Regions from separate parts of the Mus musculus genome. Here all the other regions are linked to region 5. A link is a contact called in public HiChIP or PLAC-seq, Micro-C and promoter capture Hi-C data. All regions are on one chromosome and are shown on one strand. The core of a region is the stretch at or near the end of the contact, and the rest is flanking DNA. Distances in the headings are between cores, read along the strand shown.

Region 1 (3,908 bases), core at 34-2,533, 350 kb after region 5:
CTCCAAAAAGGTTTGCAAAGAGACTAGGTCTCATCATTGCCTAGAAAAAGATTGAAAACACAGGTGAAGAGGGTCCCTCCCCATAGCTGTTCAGGAGCAGGTTGTCTGTCTGGGAATCTCACGCACCTTGTTCATGGCTTGTAGGCTGTATTTTTCTTGTATCTGATCCAGGATGTCACACAATGGGATGTCTTCAAAAGACTGCAACAGCTACCAGGCAAGACCAGAAAGAGCTCAGGAGTGGCCCAGGGACAACAAACCAGACCAAGTCCATTTCCCTCCTTCAGCTTTCCCCAATATAATCTCCGTGCTCCTCCCATCCCTCACAAGCGCTACTGCTTTCAAGGGACCACATCTTACATGGCTAAGCCCCACCTCCATCAAGGCTTCAGAAGGCCTAGGCTGCTTCTGTACCTCTTGGGAAAACCCATCCCATCCAAAGATCCTGTTCTGAGTTGCCTTGAGGCTGGTTAGTCTTCATTGCTTTTTGCTGTACAAATTTCTACGTGGTCTGTCATCAGTTGCCTTCCTAACCTGGAGGCGGCTCCCCAACCTTGCAGAAATCAACCTCAAAGTTCACTACTTCCAGTAACTGTAGCTAATACTCTGTAGCTGATAAACGTGTATCAGAAAGAAAACGTGTTCAACTCTTCCACCTGCCTGGACTTTGCTGTACATAGGCCATGTTTTGGCACTTCCTCCCACCCAAGTAAGGATGCCTGTATCCCCTCTGAAGCATCTCGGATTTCTTCTTACCCCGCAGCTTCGGTGCCCCCTACCCTTAGACGCCACCTTTGCCCAGCGAGATCGTGCCCTTGCCAGACACACAGTCTCACCTGTGCCAGCGCCAGGCTGTAGCAGGGCCTAGCGGCTTCTCGGCCCACCCCAAGCCCAGTGATTAGGCGCTTCAGGGCATATTTCATCTCCGAATCCTACGGAACCAAGAACATCCCTCGTGTTCAACAGTGATCTGAAGGGCCCACCCCTCCCCCTTGCATCCAGAGCCACGATGGGCCTGGGCCCCTCCATCATACATTGGGCCTTGTGCGCAAGTACTCCAACAACTTCTCCGTGGCCCGGAGCCGCGTTTCCTGATCCGGTTTCGCAATGTCCCAGAAGAAGTCCAAGAACTCGCGGCTGTGCTCCAGCAGGCTGTGGCGGTCGCTTTGCGCCGCTTCTGCGGGAGTCGCAGGCTCAGCTTTCGTGGGGCTCTTCATCTCCGCCATGCTGAGCCAAACACGTGGGCTCAGAAGACAGTCACTTCCAGGTCAGGTCTCGGCGCCTGCGCACTGGGACGTCCGAGTGAGGGCGGGGCCTAGCAGGTTGGAAGTGGCTTCCGTACGGCCTTGCCTTTCCCTTGTGGCTGTGGGTGGAGCAGAGTGTTCTCACACGCGCGTGTGCTCAGAAACTGATGCTTCGATCTCTTCCTTTAACCTGGAGGAGTTCCTGACGACCGGAGGTGCAAACAAATCCACGAAAAAGCCGTAGTATGATCTCTTCCCAGACCCGGGTCTGCTCGCGATCTAGTCCGAGACATCCGCTATTATTCCGCTTTTATTGTGTGCATCCGAACAAAGCCGCGGCTTCTGTGGACTTCCTTTCTAGTGGGAAGAGATGGTTGATGAACGAGTAGACAAATACATTTTAAATGATAGTTATGAGGAAAATAAGGAATGTAGGGAGCAGAGGGAGCCTTTTAAATGTTAAAAAACGTGAAAACATCGCCTGTTAAAAATTAAAGGGAGGGGCTGGAGAGATGGCTCATCGGTTAAGAGCTCTGACTACTCTTCCAGAGGTCCTGAGTTCAGTTCCCAGCAACCACATGGTGGCTCACAACCATCTGTAATGGGATCCAATCCACTCTTCTGGTGTGTCTGAAGACAGATACAGTGTATTCATAAAAATAAACAGCCGGGAGGTGGTGGCACACGCCTTTAATCCCAGCACTTGGGAGGCAGAGACAGGCGGATTTCTGAGTTTGAGGCCAGCCTGGTCTACAAAGTGAGTTCCAGGACAGCCAAGACTATACAGAGAAACCCTGTCTCGAAAAACCAAAAAAAAAAAAAAAACAAAAAACAAAAAAAAAAATAAAATAAAATAAACAACATTTTCTTAAAAAAAAAAAATTAAAGGGAAGCCGGGCATGGTGGTGCACACCTTTGATCCCAGCACTTGGGAGGCAGAGGCAGGTGGATTTCTGAGTTCAAGGCCAGCCTGGTCTACAAAGTGAGTTCCAGGGCAGCCAGGGCTACACAGAGAAACCCTGTCTCGAAAAACCAAACCAAACCAAAACAAAACAAAACAAAAAAAACCAAAAAACCCAAAACCACACACACACACAAAAACAAAACCAAAAAAAAAATTAAAGGGAAAATTCTATAGATTCTAAGATTCTATTTAAGAGACCATGACAAGACTGACATGTGAGCTGACAGCTGAGGGACAAGATGGGCTCTATTGTCCCCAGGGCAAAAATCTAAGAGCAGGCCAAGGACATTTCTTCTACAGAGGCCACTCATCTCTTACGGGAATGAGGTCAGTAAGGTGAGGAGGAGGACTCAGGTGCCAGGAGCAAGGTTATATAGAACCCAGGGCCAGGCTCAAGGGTTCAGAATTTCTTCAGAGAGTGCAGGGAGGATTTACATCTGATTTACAGTTTTAAAAGGTCAACTGTTAGCTGAGAGCAGCCACAGCCCGTGGCTGTGAGTACCGAGGCAGTGAATTATGCTGGAGTAAGGCCTTGGCTAACCTATGGCAAATGTCAACGTAGGCGATGACCTGGGCCAAAGGAGATGATTTGCTAGAAAGGACACCAGGCTAAAAGCTAAAATCGTTGAATAGATGGTGGAATCATTGCGCCTAGCAATGTTTTGTCTGAGAGAGAAGTGGAGATGGTACAATTAAGAGCTCTGCTAGCTTGGGTTTGGGGATATGGTATGGAAATAGAACACCAGCCAAGCACATCAGTGCTCTAAATTTGATCCCCAAGCCAACAAAACAAAACAATTAGCTGACTGTGTTGGTGATCCTGTAATCCCAGTGCCTGGGCCAGACTGGATTACACAGGGAGACTCTGCCTTAAAAAACAAAATTATAGAGACAAGGGATATGGCGTGTTAGTGAAAAGCACTTACTAAACCGGGCGCGGTGGTGCACGCCTTTAATCCCAGCACTCGGGAGGCAGAGGCAGGCAGATTTCTGAGTTTGAGGCCAGCCTGGTCTACAGAGTGAGTTCCAGGACAGCCAGGGCTATACCGAGAAACCGTGTCTGGAAAAAAAACAAAACCAAACAAACAAAAAATCACTTACTACTATTGCAGAGGATCAAGGTTCAGTTCCCAGCACCCATATAGCAGCTCACATCTGTAACCCCAGTTACAGGGGAGCCAAAGCCCTCCTCTGACCTCAGACAGAAGAAGCATGTGGGACATGTGCATATATGCAGTTCACACACACACAGAAGATAAAAGCATCTTTTTTTTTTTTTTGAGACAGGGTTTCTCTGTGTAACTCTGGCTGTCCTGGAACTCACTCTGTAGACCAGGCTGGCCTCGAACTCAGAAATCCACCTGCCTCTGCCTCCCAAGTGCTGGGATTAAAGGCTTGTACCACCACTGCCCGTCTAAAAGTATCATTTTAATTAAAAAAAAAAATTAAACCCTCAAACCCTTAAATAAGAATTTCCTTTCTCTTTGTCAGGTAGGGGAAGTGCTACTGGGTGTCCTTGCTCTTGGCCTGAGGAACTATTTCTAAAGGGTTGTATTCAAGAGATCTCAGAGATCAGGAACAACCCAGTTCCAGCCCTTCTGTACCCAGGGGAACCTCCTACTCATTTTCCCAACCCTTCTCTGCTCTGCCATCTGTTCTACACGTGAAACTAAGAGATTTACCTTGTGCAGATGGAACCC
Region 2 (3,910 bases), core at 894-3,393, 330 kb after region 5:
AGGTCTTCCCCACACCCTGGCCACAGGATGTCCTCGTGTATGCGGGAACTGCCGGGAAATCCACTCTGCCTACACTGAGGTTGGGGGTGGGGCGGGGTAGCTAGTCTGGTCTGAAAGCTGTCCTCCCACAAAGAGGGAGGCTGGGGTGGACAGCACAGGAAGCTTCTAGCTGTTGCTGGTTTTTATTCCCAGCAGAACTGCCTACTGGCTCTGTAGGCCTCTCAGTGCCCATTGTTTCTGAGGGACATATAGTTCTCTGTCCTTTGCTTGGATTGTTCCTCCTGTACCTATCCTAGCAGCGTACAGGGACTGCCATTGGCCAGTGATACCCCTGAGGGCTAGGAAGAGCTGGAGGCTCCTCATCAGGCTGCAAAGGTGACCTGGCACATTCCTGACCCTGAATTCCTTTGTTCTTAAAGGAAGTCATAAGACTGGCAAGCTGGCTAAGTCATCTAGGATGAGTCTCTCTACTCGCTGGGGCCTCAGTGGCTCCAGCTGTAATGTGGGTACAGAAAAGTAGGGCTCAAGTTTTCTGATGGAATGGAGGAGCTTGGGAGCACGGCAGGCCTGACTGGCAGGTGGAAACACGTGCACTGCTGTTCTGGGAGCCTACCTAGCTGCAGTGATCCTACCCACTGCAGGAGCAAAAAGCCAGAGTGGGAGAGCCAGACGGCCCTGCTGAAAATGGTGCCATGTGGCCAAGGTCCAGGTGCCTGCCTCAGGTTCCTTCAGTCACTCAGTGAGGGCTTTTGAAAGCACTCCCTTCACAGGGGTGGGATGGGACATGCTAGGCCTCAGAATGTAAGCCCAGTCCTGGTCTCTAGGGACGTGTGTCCCCCTGTGGCCTTCTCACGCTGCAGCCTGACCCATCTCCTGCTGTTCCCAGTATAGCATGAATATTCTCTGACGTCAGGGGCGTCTGTGGGGACCATCCTCTTCCCAGTCTAGCATCAAGTGATATGATTTAAAGCGAGGGCTTCAGAGTCAGCTAAACTACAGTTTAATTTTGACTCAGACATACAGTTGCCCTGTGACATCACTTCTTTCAGCTGGGTCATCTTCTCTGTAAGATGAAGTTAGAGAGAGAATCGACAGAAATGATGAATGCATGTGCCAAGTGTGTGTCCAGGGCCTGGTCTGTCATAACTGATCCATCAGTGACAACTGCAGGCGTTATTAACAATAAGCATCGTGCTTCATTAACCATCGTACAATATGATTAGAAGACTTGAAATTTATATAATGTGTGTGTGAATGTGACAGTGTGCGCGTGCCTGTGACAGTGTGTGCGTGCCTCTGTGTGTGTGTGTGTGTGTGTGTCAGTGTGTGTGAGAGTATGTGTGTGTGCTTGTGTGTGTGTGTGTGAGAGAGAGAGTGTGTGTGCGTGTGTGTGTGAGAGTATGTGTGACTGTGTGTAAGAGATAGTGTGTGTGTGTGAGAGAATGTGTGTGAGAGAGTATGTGTGTGTGTGAGAGTATGTGTGTGTGAGTGTGTGAGAGAGTATGTGTGTGTGCATGTGTGTGTGAGTATGTATGTGAGAGAGTATGTGTGTGTGAGAGAGTATGTGTGTGTTCGTGTGTTGTGTGAGAGAGTATGTGTGCATGTGTGCATGTGTGTGACTGTGTATGAGAGATAATGTGTGTGTGTGAGAGTGTGTGTGCGTGTGTGTGAGAGTATGTGTGCATGTGTGCGTGTGTGTGACTGTGTGTGAGAGATAGTGTGAGGGGGAGCGAGAGAGTGGTGTGTGTGTGTGTGTGTGTGTGTGTGTGTGTGTGCATGTGTTGTCATCATGGTGAACTCCTAGGCACGTTTCATTACCCACTTTGACATTAGCAGGATTTGGTGACCCTTACTGATTCACAGGCTTTAAGTACATCAAGCTGTGCAATTCATGGTAGGACCTGCACTTTGGCTAGACAAGAGGCACTGCCTACTCAGATTGTCTCTGCCCACTCCCCACCCAGTTCAGACTGGCATACAGAAGGCAGTTGTTCCTCTTCCCCTCTAAACATGTGTAAGCCCTTTGAGACTAAGCTTTTCCTCGTCCACATCCTGATCTGATCTTGGGCAGGTCTTAGGAGGCAGAGCTGACAAGAAAGCATTCTTTCTGTAGATGTAAGGAAATAATACTGGCCCTGGCTAATGTAAACACGAGCCTTGTTGACCCAGCCTGCGCCTCGGAGGGCAGGGCATGAAGCACCTTCCCCCACACTGTCTCATCCAATACTCAAGCCACCAGAGCAGCAGCTATTTTTATCTTCATTTTACAGATGAGGAAGTTGGCGTGGGGAGCTGGCTTAGAGTGGCTCATGAGAGTCGATTGTTAAATTTTTAGGAATTGTGTGAGCCGATTGTTAGACACAGCCATTGTTAGAACTAAATCATAATAAACTTACAACTGAGTGATCTGTACTGAAAGAAGCTGATAAATTCTCAGAAGTCATCGCTTCCTAATTACTTTCTTACATCAAGACATTATCAGTGTGCTTAAGGTAAACTCCTTTTATCTGAATGGTGGAAACGCCTATGACTGAACAAGGTACTAAGCTCTGAGCTTCACATCTCTTAGGTGACTTGGCCTCAGCCGGGTAGAGTGTTTATACTGTGGAGATGCACAACCCCCAGGCATCGTGGGGCCCCTCCTCTGTCCCTTTTTAGAGAACCTGTTTCTACACATTTACCAGCACATCAATGAGGCTGACAATGACAGAGATGTGACCTGGCAAAGGAGCCTACCTAAGAAGGTGCAGAGCTGGGGTTGAACCCTATGGCGCAAGGACTGATTCTGCCCAAAGCTTAAGTCACAGACCTGAATTACCAGGTCCCCTCTCCTGTGTTTTCAAGTCTAGCGGAGAAAAGAACCCTTCATGCTACTCTGAGCAACCCACTTTGCCCTGCTCACGCCCTTCCTCTCGTCATTGCTCCTCCCCCTAAATACTGTCTCCCCAGAGGCTGCTAAACCACATACACATGAACCTAGCGTACAGAGGTCAGTGTTGTCTGGCCATCTGCCTACTGGCAGTGGGACTGCCTTCCATGAGACAGAGGGGACTCCCTGTCTGTGTAGTTGGCCTCTATTCTACCTGGATCTCTGTATCTCACCTAGAACACCAACCCCTCCCATCATCAACAGTGGCATTCTCTCCCAAGTCCCTGAACATTACTGTGCTCTTGTCCCAGCAGAGCCAAACCAGGTCATTAGTTCTTTGTTCAGCATCTCCTGCCTTCCCCGTGAGGATCCCACTCCATCTGGCCTCTTAGCCTTGTCTTCCACCCTTCCCCCTCCGTCACTTTGCTTCAGACACTCTGGCCTCTTTCACGCCCCGCAAACACACCAAGTGCACTCTAGCTCTCCTTTCCCCGGTACTTCTATGACTGTTTCCTTGTCTCCTGCAGGTCTTTGCTGAGTTGAAATGTCACCGTCTCTTCTATTTAATACTGTATGATCTGTCTTCTCTCTCATACATGTATTCTCAATAAAATTTTATGATAATGTCTATCATACTCTAAGGCAACACTGGACTCTGGCTGTACAGAGCAGCAGAGATGTTTGGCAGAGATGTTCGAACAGGAATGGCCAATGCATCAACCTCACCTCGGTCACAGAAATGGCTTGGTTTTTGCCAGATTCCACCCGAGGCTGCAGGATCGTCCCTGTGCGCTCAGCTCCTGAGCTTCAGTTTCTCCTGGCTTTCTGTTTCTGCGGAAAGCCTCATCTTCCTCATGCATCTATCAGCAGCTGCTTCTTGCCACTCCTTCCTCCAGGCTGTGGTCCTTCATACACGTATCTCTTCACATACATTTCATATATCTATACATCTCCTGTACCTGCTTAATATTCCTCATACAGCGTGTTAATTATTACTACTATTTTGTTATTTATGTGCCTTTCTTCCTTAGATCATTAAGT
Region 3 (4,107 bases), core at 1,464-3,963, 370 kb after region 5:
CTCCAGCCCATAATGCAGGGTTTTGTGCAGACTAGGGGAGTATTCTACCAGCTGAGCTATATCCTCAGCCTACCTGGTGATTTTTAAATGGGTACTAGATGCTGTAAATTTTATGTTGCTGAGTGCTGTATTTTGATATACTCCTTTGTAGAGTGTTGGGTTTCATTCTGGCATGTTGTAAAACACTTGTGAATGCTCTTGATCCATTCAGACTTCCTTTGAAGCCTTATTATGGTAGGAAGACTTTATTTTGAGATTAATTAATTCTGCTACTAATGTGTGATCTTTCTGAGGACTCAATGCAGTGATTGATGGGTGACAAGAGCTTTTCATTAGACTATTTCTAGTCTTGTGTGAATTCCAGACATTTTTTGGCCTACTACTTTGTGACAACCCTTTTCCTGGCCTTGGGTATTTTGTTCTCACACAGGAGAGCATCAGTTCTTGGTTAACCCTCCAGCGTACTCTTGTGTAGACATCTGGAGGGTTTGTTTTTTTTTTTAACGATGCTTGTATTTTCTCAGTACGAAGGTTTTACAAATTGCTTTCCATTTAGAACTCCAGTCTTTTCCTCCGCAGCTCAGTGAGACTCCATGCTCTGTTTGGTATCTTCCTCATTGTATTGTGACCAAACATTCCTTGAAGCTCTGAGGCTAGGAGCTAGGATCTCACACAAATAATTTCTCTCTTCTCAGGGATCTGGGCGACCTGTTATTTAATGTCTAAAATCATGGCTTGTATATTTTCTCCATATTTCTTTCCTTTTCTGTTTCTCTTCATTGTTAGCCATTTTTCTAGATTTCTAATTTCTTTCAGGTGGACGATTTCTAAGGCAATCAATACCAGACATGGAAGTCACTTATTAGGTTTTTGAGACAGAAACTGGAGCCCAGCACAATGAGTTCTGTAAGCATCAAATAATAATTCTCTCCTGCCTGTTACGCCCCTGGTCACCTCTGTTCTATGTTTCTTCTTGTGCAGAAGAAAGTTTAATGCATGATGTCATTGTCTTGTGAAGGTGTATGAAGGAAGGAAAGAGGGCTGCTCCAGGGGGGGAGGGAAAGCTGAGAAGTCCTGCTGAGAGCATGGGTAGGACTAGGAAGAACTGCCAATAAAGACTCAGGAGCCAGAAGCTGGGGTCAAAGCCTGCTAATTCAGAGAGGCAGAGAGAGCACCCAGCTCATCTTCCTCCTCAGTCAACAGGAAGCTCTCCTCTCCATGGTGTCTCAAAACCCCTCAAACTGAATGTCCCTCCCATCTGCTTCCTGTGCCTCTCTCTATCCATCCTCCTGACTTCTTTTTATTCTCTATGGTTTTTTTTTTCCCTATGTTCTCTCACTGTCAACTTGGCCTCTTGACCTAAGGTTAACATTACTTAATCTTGTTTACAATAAACAGAACACCCTTGAATTAAGGGTGTGTGCTACAGCTGAGCCACACCACAACTAGAAACAGTTTTTTTCCAGTAATAACACAATCTTGGGGTTCACAGTGTGATCACATTTCCTGTAACATTGGAGGACCTGGAATCTAGGGCACTGGGTATTGACAGGGTGGATGAGAAAAGGGGAAACAAGGCTAGCCCATTTACAAAGCCACAATCCCTCTAAGAGTGTGAGACCTCTAAGAGTGTGAGAGAGTCTACCCTCTCTGGTAGACTCCTGAGGCAGCCGACCCCACATTCATTCTAGCTGTGTGAGTTACAACTGCTTAGACCCGCAGTGGTTCTCTGATGGGCTCTCCCTGACTCTACAGTCAGCAGTGTGGGAGGTGGGAGGGGCTGGATAACTACACCGTTCCTTCACCCTGGGACTAGAGGTGGTAGAGACCATTGGAAACCTTGTCTGTGTAGTGCACATATCTGGCTAGGCAGAGGTCTCAATGTGACAGAACACTTGGGAAAATGGCCTGTGCTATATGCTTTGAATGTGAAATGTCCCCAACAGAATCATGTTTTGAACACTTGTTCCCCAGCTGATGGTTCTGTTTTTGGAGGTTGAGGAGTCATTAGAACGTGGGTTCTACCTGGCAGACGTAGCTTATTAGAGCAGGCCTTTTGAAGATCAGAGCTCCCGTGGTCAACCTATGCACCCCTAGCTATGTGAACACAGGCACGCCTTTTCAGCCGTGGAGGACTGCGATCCCATGAAGCCGTGAGCCAAAATACACTTTCCGTCTCTTCCGCTGTTTCTTCCAGTTATGTCTGTCTGTCCACGGACATCCTTTCTTAGGCCACCCTGGATAAAGCAGACCTCACCTCTTCTGTCATTATGAACCACAGACCCTGATGCCATCTCGGCATGCCACTACCTGGCACCTGCAATCAGAGAACTTGTGCGAACATGGCCTGTCCGAATTGGAACACAAGCTCCTTGATGCCAAGGTGTTTCTTTTGTTTGTTGCTGTTTTTCCAGATCTTACCACAGTCCCTAGAAGACAGTAGGGTTCTGTGAATGATTGGCAACTAACTTAATCAATACATTCAAACATTCCCACTGTCACAGTGATGCTTTTACAACAGCCAAAGGTCAGGTGTGATCTAAATGCCCATTAATTGATAATAGATAAACTGTGTGGAATGTTACTCGGGTTTAAATGCCTCATGGGTGAATGCTGGGAATATTTTTATTCTGAGTCAGCCAGCCACAACACCACAAATATTACTGATCCCCTTAAGTGGGGTGCTGGAGTGGTGACATCCCTCCATCAAGGCCTTACCAGAAATCCTGGAGCAGAAAGGGGAGAGCGTGTTCTCCTAGAATCTTGGCTGAAGTCAGAGGTAAGGCTGAGACAATGTGAGCTAGGACTCGGGCAGCACCTGCTACACAGGGACCTGGACTGTCTTGCCAGCCCCACCCCACCCCATGCTGTGGTTTTAGTTGCAGCAGACAAAAACCCCAAATCAGTCATCACCGCTGCCTCTCCAGGTTTGGAGGATGTATTCCATTATTATTGCTTCCTTCTAGGTTCTTCTCAGTGATGATCAAGAACGTTTTTAATCTGTCACTTGCTCTTGAAACATACAGTTGTGTATTCAATTCTAAGTGTGAGTTTATTTTCCTTTATCTATATTTTCCTTTTTTCTTTCTTTCTTTTTTTTTTTCTTCCACTGTTGCTGATGAAGACTCTCATGCTAGAGTCTTGCCTTTTACCTTTAGGTAGCCCCCCCCCCCCAGCCTCTGGCACTGTGATTTCAATGCCCCCTCATCCCTTTCTGTTCTTAAGTTTCACTAAAATGTGAAACAGAAGTTGATTCTTTTTGTTTGGTTGGTTTTTGTTTGTTTTTTTTTGAGACAGGTTTTCTCTGTATAGCCCCGGCTGTCCTGGAACTCACTTTGTAGACCAGGCTGGCCTCGAACTCAGAAATCCGCCTGCCTCTGCCTCCCGAGTGCTAGGATTAAAGGCGTGCGCCACCATGCCTGGCTAAGAGTTGATTCTTGTTGTTGAGACAGGGTTTCTCTGTGAAGTCATGGCTATCTTGGAACTTGCTTCTTGGTAGACCAGGCTAGCCTCCAACCTGGAGATCTGCTGACTTCTGCTTCTTAAACGCTTAGTATTACATACAGTATGAGCTACCACACCTGGACTATATTTTTCTGTTTTTCTTTTTCCTTTTTTTTTTTAATTTGTGTGTCATGTGTGTGTGTGTGTGTGTGTGTGTGTGTGTGTGTGTGTGTGATGTAAGCTAGAGATCAATACTGAGTGTTTTCTAGAACTATTATTTTTTAGACAGGGTCTTTGCTTAACAGGCTAGCAAAACCCTAGGATCTGCCTGTCTCAACAACAAACAACAAAATAAGTCCAAGGAAAAACCGTGTACACAGCTGCAAGCCTGTCTTTCCCTTTAAAACAATTTTTAGGGGTTGGAGAAGTGGTTCAGTTGTACGATCACTGGTTGTCCTGGAACTCACTGTGTCGACCAGGCTAGTTTTGAACTCACAGAGATCCATCTGCCTCTACCTCCTGAGTGCTGGGATTAAAGGCATGCAGTATTTTTAAATTTTTTCTTAAAATGTGATTGGGTGCTTTGTGTGCATGTATGTCTGTGAATCATATCCATCCCTGGTACCAAAGGAAGCTAGAAGAGGAACTGGAGTTACAGACAAT
Region 4 (4,350 bases), core at 771-3,270, 340 kb before region 5:
GACCATTTGTTCCCACCTCATAGTAAGGCCTCTCTAGAGAAAATAACATTTGAGTAATGTTATACGAAGTAACTACATTACAAAGGCCCACTGGCTACAATAACATTAGCAAGTTAAAAAATAGAAACAACACATAAGAAAGAGACAGGAGAGAAAGGGTGAAGGATTAAATACAGACCAGATCATGTAATTCTTTGCACACCAAGAAAGAAGTATGGGTTTTAAGCTAAATGTATCCAACTCTAAAGTCCACTGCTTCTGTTCATTTGGAGTTTCTGGTCCAAAGTTTTTTTTTTTTTTTTTTTTTTTTTTTCGAGACAGGGTTTCTCTGTATAGCCCTGGCTGTCCTGGCACTCACTTTGTAGACCAGGCTGGCCTCGAACTCAGAAATCCGCCTGCCTCTGCCTCTCGAGTGCTGGGATTAAAGACATGCGCCACCATGTCCGGCTTTGGTCCAAAGTTTTAAAGGAGGATCCTAATGCTAAATGAATTATTTCGTGTTTTAAAAAATATTGTGCACGGGGAGGGGGGGGGCGCGCGGCTGGAGAGAGGTCTCAGCAAATAAGAACACTGACTGCACTTCCAGTGGTCCTGAGTTCAATTCCCAGCAACCACATGGTGGCTCACAACCATCTGTAATGGGATCCGATGCCTTCTTCTGGTGTGTCTGAAGATAGCTACAGCGTACTTCTTGTATACAATTTAGAAAAAATAAGTGTGCATGTATGTGCACATATGCATGGAGACCAAGAGAGGAAGTTAGATCCTCCAACAGCTGGAGTCCCAAGTAGTTGTGAGCTGCCCAACTTGAGTGCTAGGAGCCGAAGCAACATATCCTCTGTAAGAGCGCATGCTCTGAACTGCTGAGCCACCTCTCCAGCTCTTTTTTTTTTTTTTTTTTTTGGTTTTTTTCGAGACAGGGTTTCTCTGTAATAGCCCTGGCTATCCTGGAACTCACTTTGAAGACCAGGCTGGCCTTGAACTCAGAAATCCGCCTGCCTCTGCCTCCTGAGTGCTGGGATTAAAGGTGTGTGCCACCACGCCTGGCCCTCCAGCTCTTGAAGAACTATTTGTACTGGTTAGGGGGGAAGCCAAGACAAAGAGGGCATGTCCAAGGTTATGCAACAGGCCAGAGACGGTGACCTAAATTACAGCCACATCAATAGAGACAGAGAGAAGTGATTTCATATGTATTCTGAAGGTGGGATGGCAGGGTTTGCTGCTGGGATACACTTGGGGATGAAACAAAGAGGTAATCACAGGTCATTCCAACATGTCTTAGTATGGAAAAAGATTAAAATCCCTACTAAGTAACTTGCTAAGAGCTGTTTGAGACAGGCCAATCAAATGATCTATTTTGAACGGCACCTTTCAGATGCTATTATCCTTTCTTAGAGGATAGGTCCTCTAGGATTGGACGACCCAATCTGCAGTCTCTCAGTCTCAAGTACCTGCTTAGTGTGGCCCACGGAGATCTCTGCGGCCACGGTTACATTTTCTTTATTAGATGTGATAGCACAGACCACTGAATGCCATTCTTTTACATGCTGCAAAAGCAAAAGGTGAGTCTGCTTACTCCCTTTTCGTGTTTTAGGATTGAAAATCTGAATATCTAAGATAGGGCATCCAAGGTCCCAGAGCAGACATTTGAGCAAGTCCCCTTCGCCCAAGCCAAGTGTCAGTTATCCTGGCAAACAGGACCAGAGAGGCTGAAAGTCTCAGAAAGAACACTGCAGAAGCAGTCACCCTCTCAAGAGGCTCTCCACATCCCTCTCTCGGGCTCTTGAGACGACTTCGCTCACCTGCACAGGATCGCTTCCACACGCAGGCTCTTGACTCTGGGTGCACTCAGTGTGGTCCTGAAAAGAGAGCCTTTGCTGAGCCACCCTGAGCTCCAAGTCCCGCTAGGCATCTGCCCCCTGCCGGCTTCCGGGAGGTCAGGCAGGCTGCGCAGCCGAGGGCCGGCGCTAGGACCCAGCGGGCCGACGGGCGCTCGCGCGCTCGCCGCAGTCTCGCGGTGTTTCTGTTTGAAACGCCGGGCGGGCGCTCGCTATGGCACAGGCTCACCCGCGGTCGGGTACCCGGCTCTTTCGAACGTACGCGGCGAGGGGCGTCCGGGGGTCGCAGCGGCAGCCTGGCGGGCTGGCTGAGCAATGGTTCCAGCCGCCGAACCTGAAGCGCGCCTTCAGCAGCAGCCTCAGCGACAGTAACGAGTCGCCGGCTGTCGCTTCCGACGACCCGGACGACCCCGACTTCCCCGGCAGCCTCGTGGGCCAGCGGCGGAGGCGTCCTCGGGGCAGCGGCTCCCGGAACCAGCGGACCCTGACAAACACTCCAAGAGTCCAAAGGCTGCGACCTCGGCTCCCGCAGAAGTGCAGCACCCCGTGCAGCCGGCTGCGACCGCCACCTTTCCCCAACTGCAGCCCGGGCTGCCTCGGGTCGGACCACAGTGTGTGCATCCAGTCCAGGGACAGCAACGAGCTGGGCACCAGTGCCTCCCTCTTCAGCTCTCCGGCCTCGCCCGGAGCCCCCGACCCTTTGTATGCTGACTCTGCAGTCCCCGGGAGCTTCCACTTGCCGGCAGCCTCCCTAAGTGAACCGTCTGTGCCCTGCCCCCAGGTGGCAGCAACCGGTGACAGGTACACCGGGAGGGCCCTCCGAGCCGAAGCCAGCTTCAGGTCATCTCTCTTTAGCCTTGTGAACTCAGGGGCCACAGAAGAGAACAAGTTTGGGACAGATGGGGAGAATGTGAAGGAATCGTGTTGTGAAAGAAGACAGCAGATGGGAAACAGACTAACGGACCCTGATCTGACAAGCCCGGGAAAGAGAAAGGCCGCGTGTAAAAAGGTTGTGTCCCAAGGAGTCGACCAGAGAGACTATGAGGAGTCCAGTGCTTGCAAAGACCTTCGTGTACCAGGGGAAATCAGCAGGCCTAAGAGAACTGGGCCACTCCGGAAGAGGAAACAGCAAGAAGCAACGGGAACCCCTCCCCGCCACTACCACCAATCTAAGAAGAAAAGGAAAGCGTCAGTCTCCTTATGGAACTTGAATACTAGCCAGAGGGATTCTTGGACCAAAACCAGAGCCTCCTTCGGTTTCCACAAGAAGAAAATTATAACCAGTGTGATAGAGGTATGCAGTTCTGTTGCCAGTTCTTCCTCCAGGTCCCTCCTGTCTGAATGTTCGACCCCTCCTATCAAGAACAGAGCACACCTTACTGTTTCTTCTCGATGCTCTTCTGTGTATTTGCTAAGTCCCTTAAAGACCCTGCATGTCACAGACCAAAGGCCATCTTATGCTGAAAAGGTTTATGGGGAGTGTAATCAGGAAGGGCCCATCCCCTTTAGTGATTGCCTTTCCACGGAAAAACTGGAACGGTGTGAGAAGATTGGGGAAGGAGTGTTTGGAGAAGTGTTTCAGATAATTAACGACCAAGCACCTGTAGCCCTAAAAATCATTGCTATTGAAGGGTTAGATTTAGTCAATGGGTCCCACCAGAAAACCTTTGAGGAAATCCTGCCGGAGATCATTATCTCCAAAGAGCTGAGTCTCTTGTCTAGTGAGGCCTACAACCGCACAGAAGGCTTTATTGGGCTGAACTCAGTACACTGTGTTCAAGGGCTTTACCCTCCCTTGCTGCTGAAAGCCTGGGATCACTATAACACAACCAAAAGATCTGCCAATGACCGGCCTGACTTTTTCCAGGAAGACCAGCTCTTTATTATCCTGGAATTTGAGTTTGGTGGGGTTGACTTGGAGCGAATGAAAACCAAGCTGTCCTCTGTGGCGACTGCAAAGAGCATTCTCCACCAGATCACTGCATCTCTGGCTGTGGCAGAAGCATCCCTGCACTTTGAGCACCGGGACTTACACTGGGGAAATGTGCTCTTAAAGAAAACCAACCTCAAAGAACTCCGCTACACCCTCAATGGGAAAACGAGCACCATTCCCACCCATGGGCTACAGGTCAACATCATTGACTACACCCTGTCCCGCTTGGAGCGGGATGGGATTGTGGTTTTCTGTGATATCTCCGCTGAAGAGGACCTATTTACAGGTGAGGGTGACTACCAGTTTGAGATCTACAGGCTCATGAGGAAGGAGAACAAAAACTGCTGGGGTGAGTATCACCCTTACAATAATGTGCTGTGGCTGCATTACCTCACAGACAAGATTCTGAATAAGATGAAATTTAAGACTAAATGCCAGAGCGCAGCCATGAAGCAAATAAGGAAAAACCTGCAACATTTCCACAGGACTGTACTGAGTTTCAGCTCTGCCACGGACCTGCTCTGCCAACACAGTCTATTTAGGTAAGCCAGGAACTTAGACTTTCAGAGCCTCTTTAAG
Region 5 (4,033 bases), core at 25-2,524:
GTTACCCTCCTTCCACATTAGACTCAGATGGTTCTCTACAAGATTCCTGCACAGGCCAGTAAAACAGAATGGTTTTCATGGCCACTCCCTTGATCTTTGCACATCCTTTCTCGTAATTGTCTTACTCTGATAAGGTCCAGCAAGCAACTAAGCCTGTCAACTGCACAAATGTCTGCCTACCACATGCAGAGACTTTTTTTTGGCTTGCTCCTCTCTTCGGAACAAAGCTAATGTAGCCTGGACTTTCCACACCTCTAGTAAAGGCGAGAGACGTAGCAAAATTCCGTAGTGATGCACTCCGAAAGAGTTCGGACAACGCCATACTTCCATTCTAAGAACCCGAGGACCCTATGGCTTCCTGGCTGGCCTCCGCAAAGCAACCGCCCACCTCTTCAGGACCTTATTGGCGACCACCCTGCTCCCGCACCGCTGTCGCCAGCCAGCCAGCCAGCCAGCCCTGACCTCCTCGAACTGCTCGCCCGAACATCCAGCGCCGCGAGCCTCCAGCAACTCCCGGAACTGCTCCAGGGTGACGGACTCTTCACCGCGGCCCAGCCGCTCTTCCAGCCAGCGCAAGAGCGCGCCGTGGTGCCTCGACACCAGGGATTCGCAGGGAGGTGCGGGCCGCAACGCAGCCGCTGCCTCTCGCAGCCGAGCGGGTTCCAGGAGTGCAGCGGCGGAAGGCAGCACCGCGGCCGCAGGGCCGGGGCCGGGGGTCGTGCCAGAGTCGGCAGCCCAATCTTGATGTGGGCTCCAGCCCTCACCCCCTGCGGCCGCCGCTTCGTCTTCGCTGCTGTTACTCGGAGCGTTCCCCATGGGGTCTCCGTCTTGGGTGCTCGGAGGTGTCGCCGCCGCCGCCGCCTCCCAGCCACGACCTGTCAACCTCCGACAGCTCCTGGCGGGCGGGGACGGGGTGGAGACCACAGCGGCGGCAGTGACTTCCGGCTTCCTGGCTGTCGAGCGAGGCCTGATGTCGCAACGGAGCCGTCAAGCGGATTCCATTTGCTCACGACAGCTTAATGAAGCCCGGGAACCCACCCGTTAACGTATCCGTCTAGCCGCCTCTGCCGCCATCTTTGTTGAGGGCGGATAAACTGTAAGCCAGGACTTTTTGTTTGTTTGTTTGTTTGTTTGTTTTTTCTCTGTACTGTTCCCCTTTTCTGCTCCACGCTTCACGTTCAGAATCTAGGCTGGACAAGAAAAGAAGAAAGAGTCGGGGGCAAAAGAGTCAACTTTGCTGTGAAGTCTGTCAGTGTCGCGCTGCCGACGTCACGGCCGGCGTCTCTGCTGTCTTAGTGGTGGCTTAAGAGGTGGCTACCTCCGAAGCGTGTCTGGTGTGTTGCTGTATAGATGCTGAGGATATGCGGGCTTGGTGTGGTGCTGAGCCTGGCCGTGGCGGCGGTGGCTGTCATGGCCGTGTGGTTGATGGACTGGTGGGGTCCCCGCCCTGGTATTCGCCTCTTCCTTCCCGAGGAGCTAGCCCGCTATCGCGGCGGCCCAGGGGACCCGGGCCTGTACTTGGCACTGCTCGGCCGCGTCTACGACGTGTCCTCTGGCAGGAGGCACTACGAGCCTGGGGCGCACTATAGCGGCTTCGCAGGTATCGGCGAGGCTCTCACACCTTTTCCTCCTGCGTGGGCTCGTAGCCACGGCTTGCGTTCGTCCAGTAATTTATTCCTCCGCGCCTCGTCATCCCACATTCCTCAGACTGCTGCGGTGGGAAGGACACGGTCCTGGTTTGCAGCTTGGACGCAACTGTGCTAGTTATGTACCCTCCGACTCTGTCTGCTGCACTGTGTGACTGATTCGGAGAAAGATGTGTCTTGTTAGGTAGTGGTTACACTCAGAAGTCTACCTGGTCTCTAGAGCTACCGTGCTTTCAGGCTCTTTAGACTGACCCGAAATAACCTTTCCTCCGCCCGCCTCCGTTTCCCCTAATATAATATTTGAGTCTTTTTTAATTCTAGTAGATGCACTTGTCTGCTTTTCTTTAAAAAAAAAAAATGAGAATCAAGCGGGGAATGAAGTTAGAGCACAGGAAAGCAAGTATCTTTTGTAGTATTAAAATACCTACAATAAACCAGAAGTGGTGTTTTAACTGGAGTGGCTGAGACAGGAGGATCTCTTGAGCTACAAAGATCCATTGAGCCAGGAATTTGTGGCCAGGCTGGCTCTAAAACAACACGAAACAAAACTTCTGACAAAATTTGGTATATTAGCCTTCCTAAGAACATTTATCAAATTAACTCCATTCTGCTGTGCTCCCGTTACCCCTTAACAACGGAGGGGATCGGAAAATGTAATTTGACTAAAAGCCTTAACAAGATATGAGAACTACCAACCTAATAGCTTTTAATTTTTATTTTATGTGTATGAGTGTTTTACTTCCTTGTACAACTCTGAACTACCTGTGTACTTGGTGCCCATCGAAGCCAGAAGAGGTTTTCAAATCCCTGTAACTAGTAAACATGGTTGTGATCTGGGTGCTGGGAACTTTGCTTCTCTGGAGGAGCATCCACTGCTCTTAACCAGTAAGCCAGCTTCCCAGCTACCAATTTTAAAGGTGTTGTTTTTCTAGCCAAGGAGAATACCTCTCTCTTTGTTTATTTGGGAAGGAAGATCGCAGGGCAAGACTGGTAACTAGACTGACAAAAATTTCAAGCAGTCCACCGGTCATTTAGGAGAATTAGGAAGCTACCTTTAAATACAGATCACTCACTTCCTTCTCTCCAGACTTTTCAAACAGTCTAACCTGGGATAGGACCTACCCAAGGACATGGAGAGTTAGAAGCAATGCTAGACTGGAATCAAGAGTTTTTTCTTGCCACTTGAGTGCACTTTAGGACACTACTAACATCTGGTATAGCTGTCATGGATGCATGCACAAGTGTGAACATACATGCTTCCATTTCTGGGCTAGTATGCTCTAGTAGCTTTTGCGTTCTGTGCATATAATTTTTGAGCTCCATTTATTGACTACTACCATGGGTCCTCCCTTGGCCAGGTGCTGAGGAATCCAAGATGTGTCTGACTGCCCACACAGTCTATTAGGGAAGCAAATGTACTCATTTATATAGTCAGTACTTATTTTTATTAAGGCACAAGTCACAGAAAAGTCTTTATGTTAAAGGCACAGAGACAAACAAACATTATCATCACCTAATTTCAGAACATTTTGCTCATCCCCAAGGGAAACTACCCATCATCCACTCCTCTCCATTCTCTACCTCCCCACAACCCTTGGGAATTCCTGTGTACTTTCTCTTCCTATGGATTTGCCCCTTCTATGAATAGAATCATATACCTCACACATGTCCTTTTCTTTTTTCTTTTTTTTTTTTAATTTATTATTATATCTAAGTACACTGTAGCTGTCTTTAGATACACCAGAAGAGGGCGTCAGATCTCATTGCGGATGGTTGTGAGCCATCATGTGGTTGCTGGGATTTGAACTCAGGACCTTTGGAAGAGCAATCGGTGCTCTTAACCACTGAGCCATCTCTCCAGCCCCACATGTCCTTTTCTAGTCTAGCTTTGTAAAAGTAACTTTTATTCACCTGATGTAATTGTCACCTGGAAGGCTTACTGTCTCCTGCTAACCTAGGCCTAGTCCTGGAAGCTTCTAGCTCCCAGACAATCTAATCCGGGCCTAGAATGTTTTCAGCCTCCAAGACTTACTCCTATATAAGCTCACCCTTTCTAGTTCTGTTTGAGCTCTGGCTGGCTGGTTCAACTCAACTGTTAAAGCTCCAACTCCTTTCCAAGCTGACTGATTCAATCTGGCTTCTCTCTCGACCTCTGACTCTATTGCTCAGCTTGGCCTTAAACTAACTCTGGCATTCTTTTCTAATCTGGCTCCTTCTCATCTTCTGGCTCATTCCGCCTTTACCTGTATCTAGTCTGTTCCATCTTTCACTTATCTCTGTAAAACTGCCGCCTTCCCCTCTGCTGCCGGGCTGTTCCTTCTTAGGTTGCCTCTTTTTCCTCGTGAGAGTTGGGCAGATCCTGTCTCTGACTCATTCTGTCAGATATT

Evidence for each region. Hi-C and Micro-C count contacts between places; a contact is called where the count stands out from the background. HiChIP or PLAC-seq counts read pairs in DNA pulled down with a chosen protein or histone mark. Capture Hi-C pulls out chosen DNA fragments and counts their contacts.
Region 1: a contact with region 5 is called in a promoter capture Hi-C map of liver, with 3 times the contacts expected there. The contact joins the promoter of Mybbp1a here to the promoter of Cyb5d2 in region 5. A contact is called at or near these places in 1 of 39 promoter capture datasets (embryonic stem cells), 14 of 484 Hi-C or Micro-C datasets (CD4 T cells, CD8 T cells, Th1 cells and 10 more), 9 of 115 datasets of contacts at active chromatin or transcription factors (the SCID.adh cell line, acute myeloid leukemia, bone marrow-derived macrophages and 4 more) and 4 of 9 other capture datasets (adipose tissue, liver, macrophages and 1 more).
Region 2: an H3K4me3 HiChIP or PLAC-seq map of bone marrow-derived macrophages shows a contact between it and region 5, with 4 times the contacts expected there. The contact joins the enhancer-like site here to the promoter of Cyb5d2 in region 5. A contact is called at or near these places in 2 of 39 promoter capture datasets (the C10 cell line and pre-B cells), 2 of 115 datasets of contacts at active chromatin or transcription factors (bone marrow-derived macrophages and pancreatic cancer cells) and 2 of 9 other capture datasets (adipose tissue and liver).
Region 3: a contact with region 5 is called in a FOXA1 HiChIP or PLAC-seq map of pancreatic cancer cells. The contact joins the enhancer-like site here to the promoter of Cyb5d2 in region 5. A contact is called at or near these places in 7 of 484 Hi-C or Micro-C datasets (CD4 T cells, Th17 cells, effector CD8 T cells and 4 more), 1 of 115 datasets of contacts at active chromatin or transcription factors (pancreatic cancer cells) and 4 of 9 other capture datasets (adipose tissue, liver, macrophages and 1 more).
Region 4: a Micro-C map of embryonic stem cells shows a contact between it and region 5, with 4 times the contacts expected there. The contact joins the promoter of Haspin here to the promoter of Cyb5d2 in region 5. A contact is called at or near these places in 1 of 39 promoter capture datasets (the C10 cell line), 3 of 484 Hi-C or Micro-C datasets (CD4 T cells, LSK cells and embryonic stem cells) and 1 of 9 other capture datasets (liver).

What each region holds. Positions count from the first base shown.
Region 1 is chr11:72,438,702-72,442,609 of GRCm38.p6, reverse strand. Mybbp1a (MYB binding protein (P160) 1a) reads right to left here and starts at 1,283. Exons shown (of 26, transcript NM_016776.3): 1 at 1,035-1,283; 2 at 837-932; 3 at 127-210; 4 at 1-40. The coding sequence starts at 1,226.
Region 2 is chr11:72,465,519-72,469,428 of GRCm38.p6, reverse strand. All of the region lies in intron 2 of Spns2 (spinster homolog 2), which reads left to right. Among named protein-coding and RNA genes, the nearest start is that of Gm40194, 10 kb to the right of the region's middle. Within about 2 kb of position 2,143, at least 162 of the 459 cell types and tissues checked have an H3K27ac peak or open chromatin away from gene starts, as enhancers often do. A contact at or near this core is called in adipose tissue, bone marrow-derived macrophages, liver and 2 more, where this site is marked.
Region 3 is chr11:72,422,512-72,426,618 of GRCm38.p6, reverse strand. No RefSeq gene overlaps it. Among named protein-coding and RNA genes, the nearest start is that of Ggt6, 11 kb to the left of the region's middle. Within about 2 kb of position 2,713, at least 8 of the 459 cell types and tissues checked have an H3K27ac peak or open chromatin away from gene starts, as enhancers often do. A contact at or near this core is called in pancreatic cancer cells, where this site is marked.
Region 4 is chr11:73,135,964-73,140,313 of GRCm38.p6, reverse strand. Haspin (histone H3 associated protein kinase) reads left to right here and starts at 2,020. Exons shown (of 1, transcript NM_010353.2): 1 at 2,020-4,350. The coding sequence starts at 2,053. The coding sequence ends at 4,317. It overlaps Itgae (integrin alpha E, epithelial-associated), which reads right to left. Exons shown (of 31, transcript NM_008399.3): 27 at 1,803-1,859; 28 at 1,452-1,547.
Region 5 is chr11:72,793,080-72,797,112 of GRCm38.p6, reverse strand. It overlaps Cyb5d2 (cytochrome b5 domain containing 2), which reads left to right and starts at 1,274. Exons shown (of 4, transcript NM_001024926.3): 1 at 1,274-1,600. The coding sequence starts at 1,351. It overlaps Zzef1 (zinc finger, ZZ-type with EF hand domain 1), which reads right to left and starts at 887. Exons shown (of 55, transcript NM_001045536.2): 1 at 463-887. The coding sequence starts at 816.